2 separate regions of the Sus scrofa genome follow, and region 2 is linked to region 1. Evidence: chromatin contacts called from public Hi-C data. All regions are on one chromosome and are shown on one strand. Each heading gives the region's core, a stretch centred on a gene start, on an enhancer-like site or on the middle of the called end of the contact. The rest is flanking DNA. Distances are from core to core; before and after follow the strand shown. Region 1 holds the start of FTO (fat mass and obesity associated). Region 2 holds the start of RBL2 (retinoblastoma-like protein 2).

What was found. Hi-C and Micro-C count contacts between places; a contact is called where the count stands out from the background.
Region 2: a contact with region 1 is called in a Hi-C map of liver, with 7 times the contacts expected there. The contact joins the promoter of RBL2 here to the promoter of FTO in region 1. A contact is called at or near these places in 3 of 47 Hi-C or Micro-C datasets (heart right ventricle, liver and skeletal muscle).

The regions. Positions count from the first base shown.
Region 1 is chr6:31,560,749-31,568,042 of Sscrofa11.1, reverse strand. It overlaps FTO (fat mass and obesity associated), which reads left to right and starts at 3,369. Exons shown (of 9, transcript NM_001112692.1): 1 at 3,369-3,427. The coding sequence starts at 3,383. RPGRIP1L (protein fantom) reads right to left here and starts at 3,106. Exons shown (of 25, transcript XM_021097100.1): 1 at 3,001-3,106; 2 at 60-151. The coding sequence starts at 144.
Region 2 is chr6:31,798,469-31,805,762 of Sscrofa11.1, reverse strand. It overlaps RBL2 (retinoblastoma-like protein 2), which reads left to right and starts at 3,716. Exons shown (of 22, transcript XM_021094168.1): 1 at 3,716-4,097; 2 at 5,094-5,224. The coding sequence starts at 3,858.

The DNA of each region.
Region 1 (7,294 bases), core at 2,120-4,619:
AAAAGTAAAGAAGTTACTGATCAAAGTTCATAACTGTAATAAAGAACAGCTGGCCGTACCTTGTAACCTTCCCATTCCAAAGAGATTTAGACCTATATCTTTCACAGGCAGGTCTCCTGCAGTCTCATCAGCTGGACCAGACATTGCCTATCTGTGGAGAAAAGAAAATTCAAATAAAATCTTTCCAAGTTGTAACATTAACTATGCAATGGAATGAACCAAATAAAACGAATAAGGCACTAGAACTTTAATGGATATCTTATTGCCCACATGTGCTGCTTGAAGAAGATGAAAGCTTCTATTTTAAAAGTAATACTACATTCAATCATGGAGCCAGAGTCCCTTTCAACAGTGTATTTCCTATAGTTTGCTTAGGAAATGAGGTAAGATTATCATTCTTCCTTCTTTCTTCTTCTTATTCCTCTATGTGAAACGAAATAAACTCCCCCAAATTTAAGAAGTACCCCCTCTCCATCCTCCATCCTCTTCTCTGCTCCCCAAAGAAAAGCAGGTATCTTAAAAAAACACTCAAGGCAGGAACTTGATTCAAACAGTTGTTTCTACTGGCTGGTCAGGTCACCTAATCTCTTGAGTTGTAGTTACTTAATTTTTCAAAATGCAGAAAACAATACTACCTCACAGAGTATTTTAAAGGTTAGTGAAATGGTAAATTAAAAGCATTTAGCACACTTGCCTGGGATGTCAATATCGCGTGAATATTAATAGTCAGCTTGATGCACAAAAGGAGTGGGTAGCTCTGAATTTTATCAAAGAGGGTTCATAAACTCATCAGCTGGATTTGTTTTTGTTGTGTCCTTTGTTGCCATGAGGCCTAGGTCCCAGGGCTTCCTACCTCCATAGAGAGGCTGTCCAGCTAATTCTGGCATTTTTACAGTTTCTGGTCTTTACAAAGATGCATCCCAGTAACTTAAGTCTTATAAGTGAATGTAGCAGTCCATACAACGGTTAGTAATGCCAAAAATTAAAAAAAAATTTTTCATTTCAATCCACCCAGAATGCCAAATGCAAATCAACAATGAAGATGCCTAAGGCGGAGGTTCCCAGTCTCTAGCATGTTGGTCCTGGACTGTAAAGTCTGAAAGAGTAGCAAGCTGGTCTGTCGTGTTCACCTCTGTACTCTCAGAGGCTGACACAGGGCCCTGGGCACATTGCTGGCATTCACTAAATAGTCGTTGAATGGATGAATGGAGTCCTTGGGGCTTCAGGGTCTGTGGATCCAGAGATGGTTTCCAAAATCTTGTATGCATTATGGGGAAATACATTATGTTTTAGGGAGAGGATTAATAACTTTTATTATAACTTGTCAAAAGTTGAGAACAACTGCATTTTACTGTGACATAAACAGCTCACAGACATATGCCTGGGAGATCATCTACTTCATTTGGAAACACTGCTACAGGAAAGGTCAATTAGGAACCAAATTATCAAGATGTTTAAACACAGGTCACTTGTGAAAATAATAACTTCTCCTTTTTGTCTTTTTAGGGCTGCACCTGTGGCACATGGACGTGCCCAGGCCAGGGGTCAAATCAGAGCTCAGCTGCCGGGTTACACCACAGCCACAGCAACACAGGATCCGAGCCACAACCACAACCCACGCCAAAGCCCACGGTAAAGTGGGATCCCCAACCCACTGAGCGAGGCTAGGGATCAAACCTGCATCCTCATGAATTTTAATTGGGCTACTAACCCACTGAGCCACAATGGGAACTCCCACGAAAATGATAACTTTTCCCTGAGAGAATTTGGTACTTTTATAACAATAACGATGATGATGGTGTTAACATTTATTGAATTCTCGCTAAAATGTGCTAGGCACTCTCCTAAGTGCTCTGCTTGTGTAAATTAATGAAATATCTCACAATAGGCTTGTGAGGTTGTTACTTACGTTTGCTACTAATGAAGAAACTGAGACAAGGCTTAGGTACTTTGCCCAAGTTCACACATATTCCAAGTAGCTGTCTGGTCCTATTTTTGGTTGTCACAACTGGGAAGGTGGGGGGCACCAGTGATACTGGTATCTAGTGGTCAAGAGATGATGTTAAACATTGAACCACAACAAAGAACTATGTGGCCTCAAATGTTAATAGAGCCAAGGTTGAGAAACCCTGCACGGGGCTGCAATGTCTCTCCAATATCTTTTCAGGCAATCCCTCCTGGCTCATTATGCACCACTCACACTATTCTCTAGGTTCTTTGAATTCACAGTATCCTTGTCTTGCCCAAGGCCTTTGCATGAGGTGGCTCCTCATTCTTTGGTGTCCAGCTCAAATATCACTTCCTCAGAGAGGCCTTCCCTGATCTTCCTATGTTAGAGTACCCTTCCTTCCAAGTTCAGCACCATTTGTTTCTTGTATAGCAATCAGCTCGATATGAAATAATCTTATTTACTAGTTCGTTACTATTTCATCTTCACTAATAAAGTATAAGCGTCTTAAGACCCGCATCAGTCCTGTTCATAGCTGGTCGGAACAGTGCCTAGCACAGAGTGGGCACCTACATTGTTTTATGGAATGAATAATTGAATACCTGCCACTAAGACTAAAATGGTAAACAAAGACTCCCACCTTGATAGATTATGGGGTAATCACGATAAACAAATAATTGTAAATAACTGAGCAAACAAAATGTCACTCAAGAGGCTTATTAGGGTTTCCCAACGAACTCCTAACCCAGGACAAATAAGCATACTGTTTCTGGGACCTACTTAAAGAAGGACCTAGCTAGTCATGGCAATTAGCATTAGCTCTCGAGAGCTAGGTTTCAGGGCTAGGATAGAAAATTTCAAACCGGTGCGGGGCGTGGGAATAATATAGGCTGCCTGTGATTCAGGCCTGAGGAAGTGGTGTCTCGGGCCGGGCTGCTCTTCACGCGAGCAGAACTCCAGGGTCTTCTCCAGATGGTAGAGCAGACCCCAGGACCGTGGCCCGTGCTGCAGATCTGCCCCCTTCCTCCCCTGTGCTCCCCCAGAATACTCACCGCCACTCTCTCTCAGCCGCTAGTTACCGTTGCTATAGCGCCGACGGCAAGTGGGGCGGCTGGCCGAGAGGAGCACGGGAAAAAACATGGCAGGCTCCGTTGACTCCTGGGAAATGTAGTTCTCCTCGGGCCGTGGCCCTCCTGCTCGCTGCGCTGCGGACTACGATCACCCAGCTGTTGGACCTGGGAAATTCTCTTGCTCCAAACCCCGAGGCTAATTCCGGCGTAGCCGTGGTGCGCTCTGGGAGTGGTAGTTCTCGCGGCTCCGAGAGCGAATGGCGCCAGGCGGGAGCAAGATCCCGAGAGAACTACACAGAGGAGGCGGGGTCCAGGGCGCGGAATCTACGCGGCTAGCAGTGGCGAAGGAGGCTATAGCAGCAGCATGAAGCGAACCCCAACCGCCGAGGAACGAGAGCGCGAAGCTAAGGTATCTTGGGCTCCTCAGAGTCTGGGATCTTTCATGCACTTGTAATGGGGGCTGGGAACCCGAAGGACTTGGTTGGATGGCGAGCGCACCCACGATCTTAAGCCAAGGGATGACAAGGCCTTGTTAGCAAGGGAACCAGAGACTTTGGGGGTTGTAAATTCGTGCTGTTTGCAGGCCTAGTCCCGTTGGATCAGCTCACATGAGAATCTAGACACCCCTTTCCTTGTCCTGCTTCTGCATCTAATTCCTTGATTAAATTTGTAGCTACTCTTGTGCCTCAGTTTACCGGACTCGAATATGCCTGTGATCGTAACAGTTGTGCTTCCTCTTCGGTAATGATTTCTGAGGACTGGGGTAGATGTAGGTGAAATATCTGTGTATTCAGCTGTGCTGTTTTCAAACAGTGTATGTTCTGTGTCTTCATCACAGCGGATAGGATCTTTAACTACACTCCTATTTTCTCCTTTTGGGGTTCATCCTGTAACAGTTGCTTGTTCCATGGGATGACAGTAGTCACAGTAATAGAATTTTTTAAAAATCATTTATTAGTGTCAGGCTCTGCGTTTTCATAATATTTGTATTATTTCATATTTTTTTATCACAGCAGATTGCAAGATAGATATTATACAGATGGAGTAACATCAATTCTGTTTTACAGAAGAAGACTTAAGCCTCAGAAGAACTGTTTCCCTCATTCCCCAAATCAAGTCGTGATTTGTCTAAATACATTGGTTCACTTTTTTCCATCTTTACCACCTTGGACCAAGCTACAATTACCTCTTCCATGGACTGTTCCAGTCGTCTCTTGGTCCATATTCACCTTACGCCTTGCTTCCTTTCTGTTGCTCTTCCCACACAACCAGTCTCTTCTCCACACTGCAGTGTGTGAGCTTTTCAAAATGCAAATCTAATCATGACTCTTTCCTTCCTAACTCCTCTGCCAGCCACCTGTTTAAAAATCTTTCATGGCTTTCCTTGCTCTTGGGATAAAGACAAAACTTCACATGGCCCACAGTGTTTTGCATGGTGTAGAACCTACCTGCATCATCCACAACCTCAAGGGATGTGACACCCTCCCTGCTCTCTGCCCATCAGCCACTTTGGCCTTCTTAGAAGTTTCTCTTTCCTGTGCTTTATTTGGTTACAGGGTCTTTACACATGCTGTTTGTTGCTCACTCTGTATTAGGTAGTTATTGGAAGTGAGAAGCATTGGTAAGTGAAGCAGACACCGTTTGTACTCTTATAGAATTTAGGGTCCTACAAGTGAACTCACTTTATCTTAGGGTAACACCTCTATGGATTTAAAATATAAAATGTGGGAGTTCCCGCTGTGGTACAGAGGGTTAAGAATCTGACTGCATGGAGTTCCGCTTGTGGCTCAGTGGAAACGAATCTGACTCGGATCCATGAAGACGCAGTTTCAACCCCTGGCCTCGCTCAGTGGGTTAAGGATCCGGCATTGTGAGTTGTGGTGTAGGTTGCAGATGCAGCTCGGATCTGGTGTTGCTGTGGCTGTGGTGTAGTCCCTATTTGACCCCTAACTTGTAAACCTCCATATGCCTCAGGTGCAGCCCTAAAAAGACAAAAAAAAAAAAAAAAAAAAAAGAATCTGTCAGAAGCAGCCGGGGTTGCTGTAAAGGCGCAGGTTCCATCCCTGGCCTGGCACAGTGGGTTAAAGCATTCAGTGTTGCTGCAGCTACAGCATAGGTTGCAGTATAGATTCAGTCCCTGACCTGGGAATGTCCATGTGCTGGGGGTGTAGCCTATAAAAAAAAATATGTGTATATATACACACATACATATATATAATATAGAATGTGTTCTATTATAGGACTTCCCTGGTGGCCTAGGGGTTAAGGATTCAGGGTTGTCACTGCTGTGGCTCAGATTCCATCTCAGGTCTGGGAATTTCAGCATGCTGCAAGCACAGCAAAAAAAAAAAGCGTCTATTTTGACCCAGGTTATAGCAACATTTCACTAGGGACCTGAAGTTTCCACGCTTGAGTCTGTATGTGATAAGGGCAGTATGTAAAGGTGGGTATGAAGGGGGAAGATCTTCTTGTGTTAGTCTACGTGCAGCAGTGCAAAGAAATGTCACACAGTGGTACTGTGCATGATGTCTCTTACCTTTTGGGTGTACATTTAAAGTTACTCATTTTTTTTCTGTAAAGATTTATTTTGCACCTATTATTGCCAGACACGTGACTATGATTTTGGCTAAGATAGATCCCTGCACAAAGAAGCTTTTACTCTATTGAAACCATAACGGTTGCCCGTGCAGTCTTTGTTAATATCATCCAGGAATTCCCTTTGTGGCTCAGCGGTTAATGAACCCACCAAGGATCCATGAGGATGCAGGTTTGATCCCTGGCCTCGCTTAGTGGGTTAAGGATTTGGTGTTGCTGTGAGCTGTGGTGTGAGCTGCAGATGATCCTGCGCTGCTGTGGCTGTGGTGCAGGCTGGCAGCTGTAGCTTCCAAGTTGACTCCTAGCCTGGGAACCTCCATATGCCACAAGTGCAGCCCTAAAAAGCAAAAAAGAAAAAATATATCATCCACATTTAATGGATTTTGAGACCAAGGCTGTAGACCTTTTAACTTGCCCAAGGCCACTTGGTTGCTGTGCAAAACTAGGGCCCAGACTCCAAAGCTTTTTTCTATCTTCTACTTGTGAAACATGTTGAATTCATATATCTAATTGTCTGACTGTGATCTTTATTTAAAATTTGTTTATTTATGAAACATTATTGGCTAGAACAAAGTATAGGAAATGGAGTTTTTTAATTTTTAATTTTTTAGGGCCGCACCTGTGGCATATGGAGGTTCCTAGGCTGGGGGTTGAACTGGAGCTGTAGCCTTTGACCTACACCACAGCTCACAGCAATGCCAAATCCTTGACCCACTGAGCGAGGCCAGGGATCAAAACTGCGTCCTCATGGATGCTAGTCAGATTCATTTCTGCTGAGCCACGACAGGAACTCCCAGGAAATAAAGTTTTAAATCTTAAATATAAGATATTCATTTACACGTGCATTATTTTCTCCTTTTTCTTTTTTTCTTTTTTTTTTTTTTTGTCTTTTGTTGTTGTTGTTGCTATTTCTTGGGCCGCTCCCGCGGCATATGGAGGTTCCCAGGCTAGGGGTCGAATCGGAGCTGTAGCCACCAGCCTACGCCAGAGCCACAGCAACACGGGATCCGAGCCGCGTCTGCAACCTACACCACAGCTCACGGCAACGCCGGATCGTTAACCCACTGAGCAAGGGCAGGGACCGAACCCGCAACCTCATGGTTCCTAGTCGGATTCGTTAACCACTGCGCCACGACGGGAACTCCATTTTCTCCTTTTTCTAATCACCTTTATTGAGGTGTAATTTACGTGTGGTAATTTGCACCCATTTGTAGGACCCAATTTGATGAGTCATGGCAGATGTATACCCCTGTGAAACCACTGTCACAGTTGATGTAGAGAGCATTTCAGTCTCTTCCAGCAGTTTCCTCTTGCTGATATGTAGTCAGTCTCTTCCTCCACCTTGGCTCCTAAGCAACTACTGGTAGGTTTTCTATGACTGTAGATGAATCTGTATTATCTAGAATTTTATATAGATAGAAGTATACTGTATGTATCTGCTTTCACTCGGCATAATTTTTGAGATTTTTTTTCATGTTGTTTGTATCAATAGTTCATTCCTTTTTCTTGCTGATAAGTCGTCTACCGTATGGCTTGACCCCATTTGTTTATTTATTTACTTGTTGCTGAACATTTGGATCATTTCTGGCCGAGGGCTGTTATGAAAAAAGCTGCTATGACCTTCATGGATAAGTCTAAGTTTTCATTTCTTTTGGATAAATACCCAGGAGCCCATTGGTGA
Region 2 (7,294 bases), core at 2,467-4,966, 240 kb before region 1:
AGGCCATCGGCTAAGCTCCAATTTGACCTCTAGCCTGGGAACCTCCATATGCTGTGGTGTGGCCCCAAAAAGACAAAAAAAAAAAAAGAGAATTGACACTGAAGGTGGTACTTGACTGGTGGAAAGGAGTGACTGAAGAGGTGGGGGGAGTGACGCTCAATGAAGATAAAGAGGCAGGTGGGAGCAAAGCTGAAGGCTGTGGAGGGTTTCAACTTCAAAGCAGCAAGAAACCATTACAACAGGGCAAAGAGGTGAGCAGAACTGGTTTTTAAGGCAGCTGCTCCAACTTCCAGGAGGAGAAGGAGGTGAGATAAGGGGAATACAAGGTTGATATGCATAGTCTAGACATCGAATTTCACCTCTTTTCTTGACAACTTGCTCAAAAACTATGGCCAAATCTGTTCATCTCTATCACCAAAAGTGGCTCGGACCACAGAGTTCCTGTTGTGGCTCAGCGGGTTAAGAACCCCACATAATGTCCGTGAGGATGTGGGTTCCATCCCAGGCCTTGGCAGTGGGTTAAGGATCTGGAAGCTGCAGCAGAGGTCACAGATGCAGCTCAGGCCCAGTGTTACTGTGGCTGTGGCTCAGGCCTGGGGTTGCTGTGGCTATGACATAGGCCTGCAGCTCCAGCTCAACCCATGGTCTGGGAACTTCCATATGTGACAGGTGCAGCTCTAAAAAAAAAAAAAAGTGACTTAAATTCTAGCTCTTTCTTAAAAGGAATGTTCCTATCGAATATGAAGTAATTTTAGCTTTTTAAATTTAAAATTTTTAATCTCTTGGGGAGACTAGTGAAGACATATAATATTACCAAGAAAAAATTTCAATTACTAAGCAATTTGTTTCTCTCACGAGAATTGATAGATGCATCTTACACTTAACAGGTGCGTGATTATTCCTGCATAACAAGCCATCCTAAAACTTCGTGGCTTGAGACAATAATAACCATTTCTTTTTTTTTTTTTTTTAGAGCCACACCCATGGCACATAGAAGTTCCAGGCTAAAAGTCGAATCAGAGCTACAGCTGCTGGCCTACTCTACAGCTACAGCAACACCTGATTCGAGCCGCATCTGTGACCATTTCTTTTGCCTACAGATCTGCAGCAGCTGGGCAGAGATCAGTGGGATGGTTCATGCCTGCTCCTTCTTGAATAAGCTGGGACAGCTTGACTGGAGGCTGGAGGATCTGGTTCCAAACTGGCTCATTCTGCATGGTTGAGGGCTGAGAGCCAGGGGCCCGAGGTCCTATGTGCCTGATGAGAACAGCAGAAATCTCCTTCAAACTCTTGTACTCAGAGATGCTCAAACTCTAGCATGGCTTCTAGCAGCATAAGGCTGTGTCCTCGAATGACTCCAGACCCCATTAAACGACCTGCCTGAGAAAGGTCAGTGCTGCCGGAATTTAAATTCTTGCCAATGCCTGATGAGAGGCCCCAGACCTCCCTTTCTTACAGCATTTACTAACAAGGGCTTTCAATTATAATTCTTTCTTTTGTCCTTTTGAGATGTACAGTTGTCCTTGGTATCTGTGGGAACTGGTTCCAGGAGTCCTAAAAATACCAAAATATGCTGAGACTCAAGCCTCTTATATAAAATGTGATAGTATTTCCATATAAGTCATGTATATCCTCACGTAGAATTTATTTACTTATTTGTTTGTTTGCATGTTTACGGCTGCGCTGGCAGCATATGGAAGTTTCCAGGCCAGGATCAAACCCATGCTGCCAAGGGATAGTGCCGGGTCATTTACCCCTGTGCCACAGTGGGAACTCTTTTCTGTGTAAGCTTTAAATCATCACTAGATTACTTACAAAACCTAATACAATGTACATATGATGTAAATAGTTGTAAATATAATGTAAATACTATTTAATAGTTGCCAGGATGAGTGGCAAATGCAAGTTTTGCTATTTAGAACTTTCTGGAATTTTTTTTAAGATGGGCATGCCTAAGGCACACAGAAGTTCCCTGCCCAGGGACTGAACCTATATCACAGCAGCCACCCGAGCTGCTGCAGTTACAATGCCAGATCCTTAAATTACTATACCCCAGGGGAACTCCTGAACTTTCTGAAAATAAAAAAAAATATATATATATATATATTTTAGGGCCGCGCCCACGGCATATGGAAGTTCTCAGGCTAGGGGTCAAATCAGAGCTACAACTGCTGCCCTAAGCCACAGCCACAGCAATGGCCAGATCTGAGCCGAGTCTTCAACCTATACCACACTTCACGGCAACGCCAGATCCCCAACCCACTGAGTGAGGCCAGGGATCAAACCTGCAACCCCATGATTTCTACTCGTATTCGTTTCTGCTGCGCCACAACAGGAACTCATAAAAAATATATTTTTGATCCACAAATGATTGAACCTGTGGATGCACAACCTTTGCAGACTGAGGGCCCACTGCATCTTTTACATATCATGGGTGTTTTTCTTAATGACCTGTACATATTCCTTTGAAATGTAGTCATCAGGAAGGATATGGCCTCATCTCCCAGTCTCTGTGGGAGGATTGTCTTCTTCTTCTTCTTTTTTTTTTTTTTTTTGTCTTTTTGCCTTTTCTAGGGCCGCTTCCCTCGGCATATGGAGGTTCCCAGGCTAGGGGTCTAATTGGAGCTGTAGCTGCTGGCCTACACCAGAGCCACAGCAACTCCGGATCCAAGCCGTGTCTGCGACCTACATCACAGCTCATGGCAACGCCAGATCCTTAACCCACTGAGCAAGGCCAGGGATCCTTAACCCACTGTGCCACAATGGGAACTCCAGGGAGGGCTGTCTTCTAACTTCAACAAACTGACAACTAGCAGAACCTGGTGGCCTAATCACATTCATACTCACCAATCCTTCCTACTTTTTTTTCTTGAGCTCTGCTCTCGCACCATCTCTTCTCCTTCATCTCTCCTTTAAAACCTCAATCATCTCTGCACAAATCAAAACAGAACCCAGTTCTTCCCCCTAATGTCAGTAGTGATGGAATAAAATATTTTCATCCCTTTCACTGATGAAAGCTTCCTCTTGGAGAAGAGGCTTCTCCAAGGGACCTGGGCTTCCTCACAGTATGGTGGCTGGGTTTAGAGATTCAGTGGAAAGAGAGAGAGAAGTGACCCCATACAAAACTTCAATGCCTTAAGACTCCTAGTGCATGAAAATGTTTTATACTGTACCCCCTGTAAATCCATAAGGATTGGAAATATAGGGATTCATAAAGATTTGAACAGAGATAGCAAAATGAAAATAAAAGAATGAATTTAAAGCAACGGAGTGACTAAGAATAGTACAAATACAGTCACCTGTAGGTGAAGATAAATTCACCCTATGGGGAAAAAAGAATTAATACTTAAAAAAAAAATCCAATAATTACTTGAAAGTCTCACATGAAATTTAAAAACAGTAAAAAACTAAAAGAGACCCCTAAATTTGAATTTAGGCAGACTCTTACTATAATATTTATTTTTTAGATAAGGACGCGCAGGTGATGGGTATTCTGGGGACATCTTGGACACTACACCTTCTCAAGTCAATGTTTCTTGGATGGTTTCTCTTCAATACAGCCCTGCAAAAATGGTCTCTCTATGAGGAGGTACCTGAAATATACAAAAGTCCCTTTTATTTAACCCGGAGGGAGACGACACGAGATGATTTTTAAAATATGATTTTTGATCCCCGTGGGCTGGACTACATTTCCCAGCAGGCCTCACTCGGAACTACGGGTGCCGACGTGAGGTCTAGCGCCGTTGGCGGCGGCGCAGTCTTGAAGCGGGCGGCGGACAGGCGGGCGCTTTGCGGTTTGAATGGCTGCGGGCCCGGGCCCTCGGCTCACCTGAGGACCGGCCGCCCAGGTGTGCACTATGCCGTCGGGAGGCGACCAGTCGCCGCCGCCCCCTCCTCCCCCTCCGGCGGCGGCGGCCTCGGACGAGGAGGAGGAAGACGATGGCGAGGCGGAGGACGCCGCGCAGCCTTCTCGGTCGCCAGCCCCTCAGACCCAGCAACGGTTTGAAGAGCTGTGCAGCCGACTGAACATGGACGAGGCGGCGCGGGCGGAGGCCTGGGACAGCTACCGGAGCATGAGCGAGAGCTACACGCTGGAGGTGAGCCCGGGGGAGGAGACCAGCGGCTTTCTGGGCCTAGTGGTCGCGCCTCGCCTCCGGGGACGGGGCCCCATCTCACCCCGGCTAGGACGCCCTGCGGGGGGATCCCCCGGGCCGACCCCAGCCTTGAGCCGGGAGGGAAACCTCTCTGCGCAGCTTCGTTCTGGAAACCTGGCTCTTGAAAAACTCTTGACGGTCCGGAAAGTGAACCCTGACTCGCTGCTCTTCCCTCTCCGGTTCCGAAGGGAGAACAGCCCTTGCCCTAAAGTAGCACTGCGAGGCTGAGGTTGGGCTGGAGTCCAATTACAAAAACACAACCACCTTGTTGGCAGAATGAACAGGTGCAGTTGTCAAGATCAAGACCATACTCGGGGGGGTGGGGGTGGGGTGCAGGGACTTGCCTACGTTCGCACCGAGATTAACCCGATTTTAGCGCCTGCGTTTCCAGGCTTCTTCAGTTCTTTTCCTCTTGTAGCAAATTGCTTTCGTTCAGGCAGTGTATCCGTTTGAGTACATTGTTAACGTTTCGGGCTGTGTTTATGTATGTGTAAACAAAGACGAATCTTCCGTAGAGCAAAAGAAACGAGCTTTCTGCCTGCCTAGATATAGACTCACGTCTCTAGGAAGTCAGAAATGGGGCGACCTTGGGGACCTTTTGGTCCCCCCAGACATTGCACAGGACTCTTATAGTCGCTGTGATCAAGGTGTGTTTTGTCTCTTTCTTTGGACGGGGCTTGCAGAGGAGAAAAATGGCCATTCTAGCCAGTGAGGCTCTACTCTGTAGGCACCTCCCCTTTATGGGCCAATGGGAAGTGACACGGAAGTCTACATTGTTTATCTGCTGTTTGACTGCCTGTTTGAGTGGTATTTAAACAGGAGGCCATATGATTTTCTTAAGTTATTTTATAGTTTATGGCAAGTAGGCGAATAGGCTCAGAATGGGAAGGTCTAACTGAGGTGTTATTTAACTAAAATCAGTTTTCTTTTATGTTACAGGGAAATGATCTTCATTGGTTAGCATGTGCCTTATACGTGGCTTGCAGAAAATCTGTGCCAACTGTAAGCAAAGGAACAGTTGAGGGAAACTATGTATCTTTAACCAGAATCCTGAGATGTTCAGAGCAGAGGTAACTCAGCTATATTAGAGTTTGTAGTGTGACTAATATAAAAGCTTATAAATCACAGTGACCATGAGAATTCTCTTTATTTATTATTTTCTGAGCATTTGTACCTATGGAGTGCTAAATTTAGAAGCTAGGTCATGGTTTTCCTTTACCACATCTAAGTTAGTATCCATTATATGTTATTTATTTGTCAAAAAGTATTTACATTTTATTTTATTTTATTTTGCTTTTTAGGGCCACACCCGTGGCATATGGAAGTTCCCAGATTAGGGGTCAAATAGGAGCTGTGGCCTACGCCACAGCAATGCCAGATCTGAGTTGCATCTGCGACCTACACCACAGCTCACAGCAACCCTAGATCTTAACCCACTGAGCAAGGCCAGGGATCAAACCCACATCCTCATGGATACTAGTTGGGTTCATTACTGCTGAGCCATAATGGGAACTCCTTAAATTTTAATGTACTGGGCATTTGTATAAAGTGTTTACTATTAAAGGTTATGACTCATCCTTATGTAATATTGGGAGAATTCTAAATAAGGATATTCTAAAATGAAAAGGTAATAAAATATTATATGGTGTTAAATTTAGAGCTACGTACACAAGACTTGTATCTTATATATGGAACATGTAAATACTTAGTTTCCTCTTTGGAGGATAAGCAACAGTGTTATAATCAATTATACAAAAGTTCAAATGGTGTTTTAAAGAGGAGGTAGAAACTGCTTTTTCTGTTGATTGATTACATTTATCATTTATGCCTTTTGAGTTAATTTTCTCAAATTAAAGACTGGTGGAAAAAGAATGTTTGGCATTTTGGAGGAAATACCAAAATTTATCTTCCTAATGGCTTAAAAAAATCACTATTAAAATATTTTACAATAAATTTGTAAAATAAATTACAAGAACTATAATCTTTTAGCTGTGGCCTTTTTTTTTTTTTTTTTTTTTTTTTTTTTTTTTTTTTTTAATGGCTGCACCCATGGCATATGGAAGTTCCCAGGCCAGGGATTGAATTCAAGCCACAACTATGACCTGTGCAGCTGCAGCAGTGCTGATCCTTTAACCCACTGCACTGGGCTGGGGATTGAATCTGTGCCTCTGCAGCAACCTGAGCTGCTGCAGTTGGGTTCTTAACCCACTGCCCCATAGTGGGAACTTCATCTAGTCTATTTATTAACCTTGAACTTCATCCTGAGTTATATTTAGGCCTAAGAACAAGAGGGAGTACATAAAGAGTTGAACACCTGGGCTGTAAACCTGCAAAAGAGAAGTGGTCTTTCTTTTATTTTCTTTTTTTATGGCTGCACCTGCAGCATATAGCATATGGAAGTTCCAGGGCTAGGGGTTGATTGGGAGCTGCAGCTGCAGGCCTGTGCCATAGCCACAGCAACAGTGGATCCAAGCTGATTCTGTGACCTACACCGCAGCTTGCAACAATGTGGGATCCTTAATCCCCTGAGCAAGGCCAGAGATCAAACCAATGTCCTCACAGAGACAGTGTCATTGAGTTCTTAACGCACTGAGCTGCAACAGGAATTCCCAGAAGTGGACTTTAATAAGGTACAAAAGTATAATCATTATGAAAAAGAAAAGTAGAGGCAGAGTAATCCAGTCAAGTGACAGATAAGGAACTTTATTTATTTATTTATTTATTTTGCCATTTCTTGGGCCGCTCCCTCGGCATATGGAGGTTCCCAGGCTAGGGGTCGAATCGGAGCTGTAGCTGCCAGCCTACACCAGAGCCACAGCAACGCAGGATCATTAACCCACTGAGCAAGGGCAGGGATCGAACCCACAACCTCATGGTTCCTAGTCAGATTCATCAACCACTGCGCCACGACGGGAACTCCAGATAAGAAACTTTAAAAGCAAAAGTCAAATTATGGAATCATCATTTTCAGCTATAGTAAACTAAACTTATCTAATGTTTTAATATAAGTAATGTCTTAGACTTCAGTTTTATTTCCATTTCAAAAGCTCAGTTTTTATTTTAAAATTTTTACCTATGGGTTCAGATTATTTACTTTTCTGCTGGACTAAATGGATTAAAAACAAAGAGCACACTGGGGG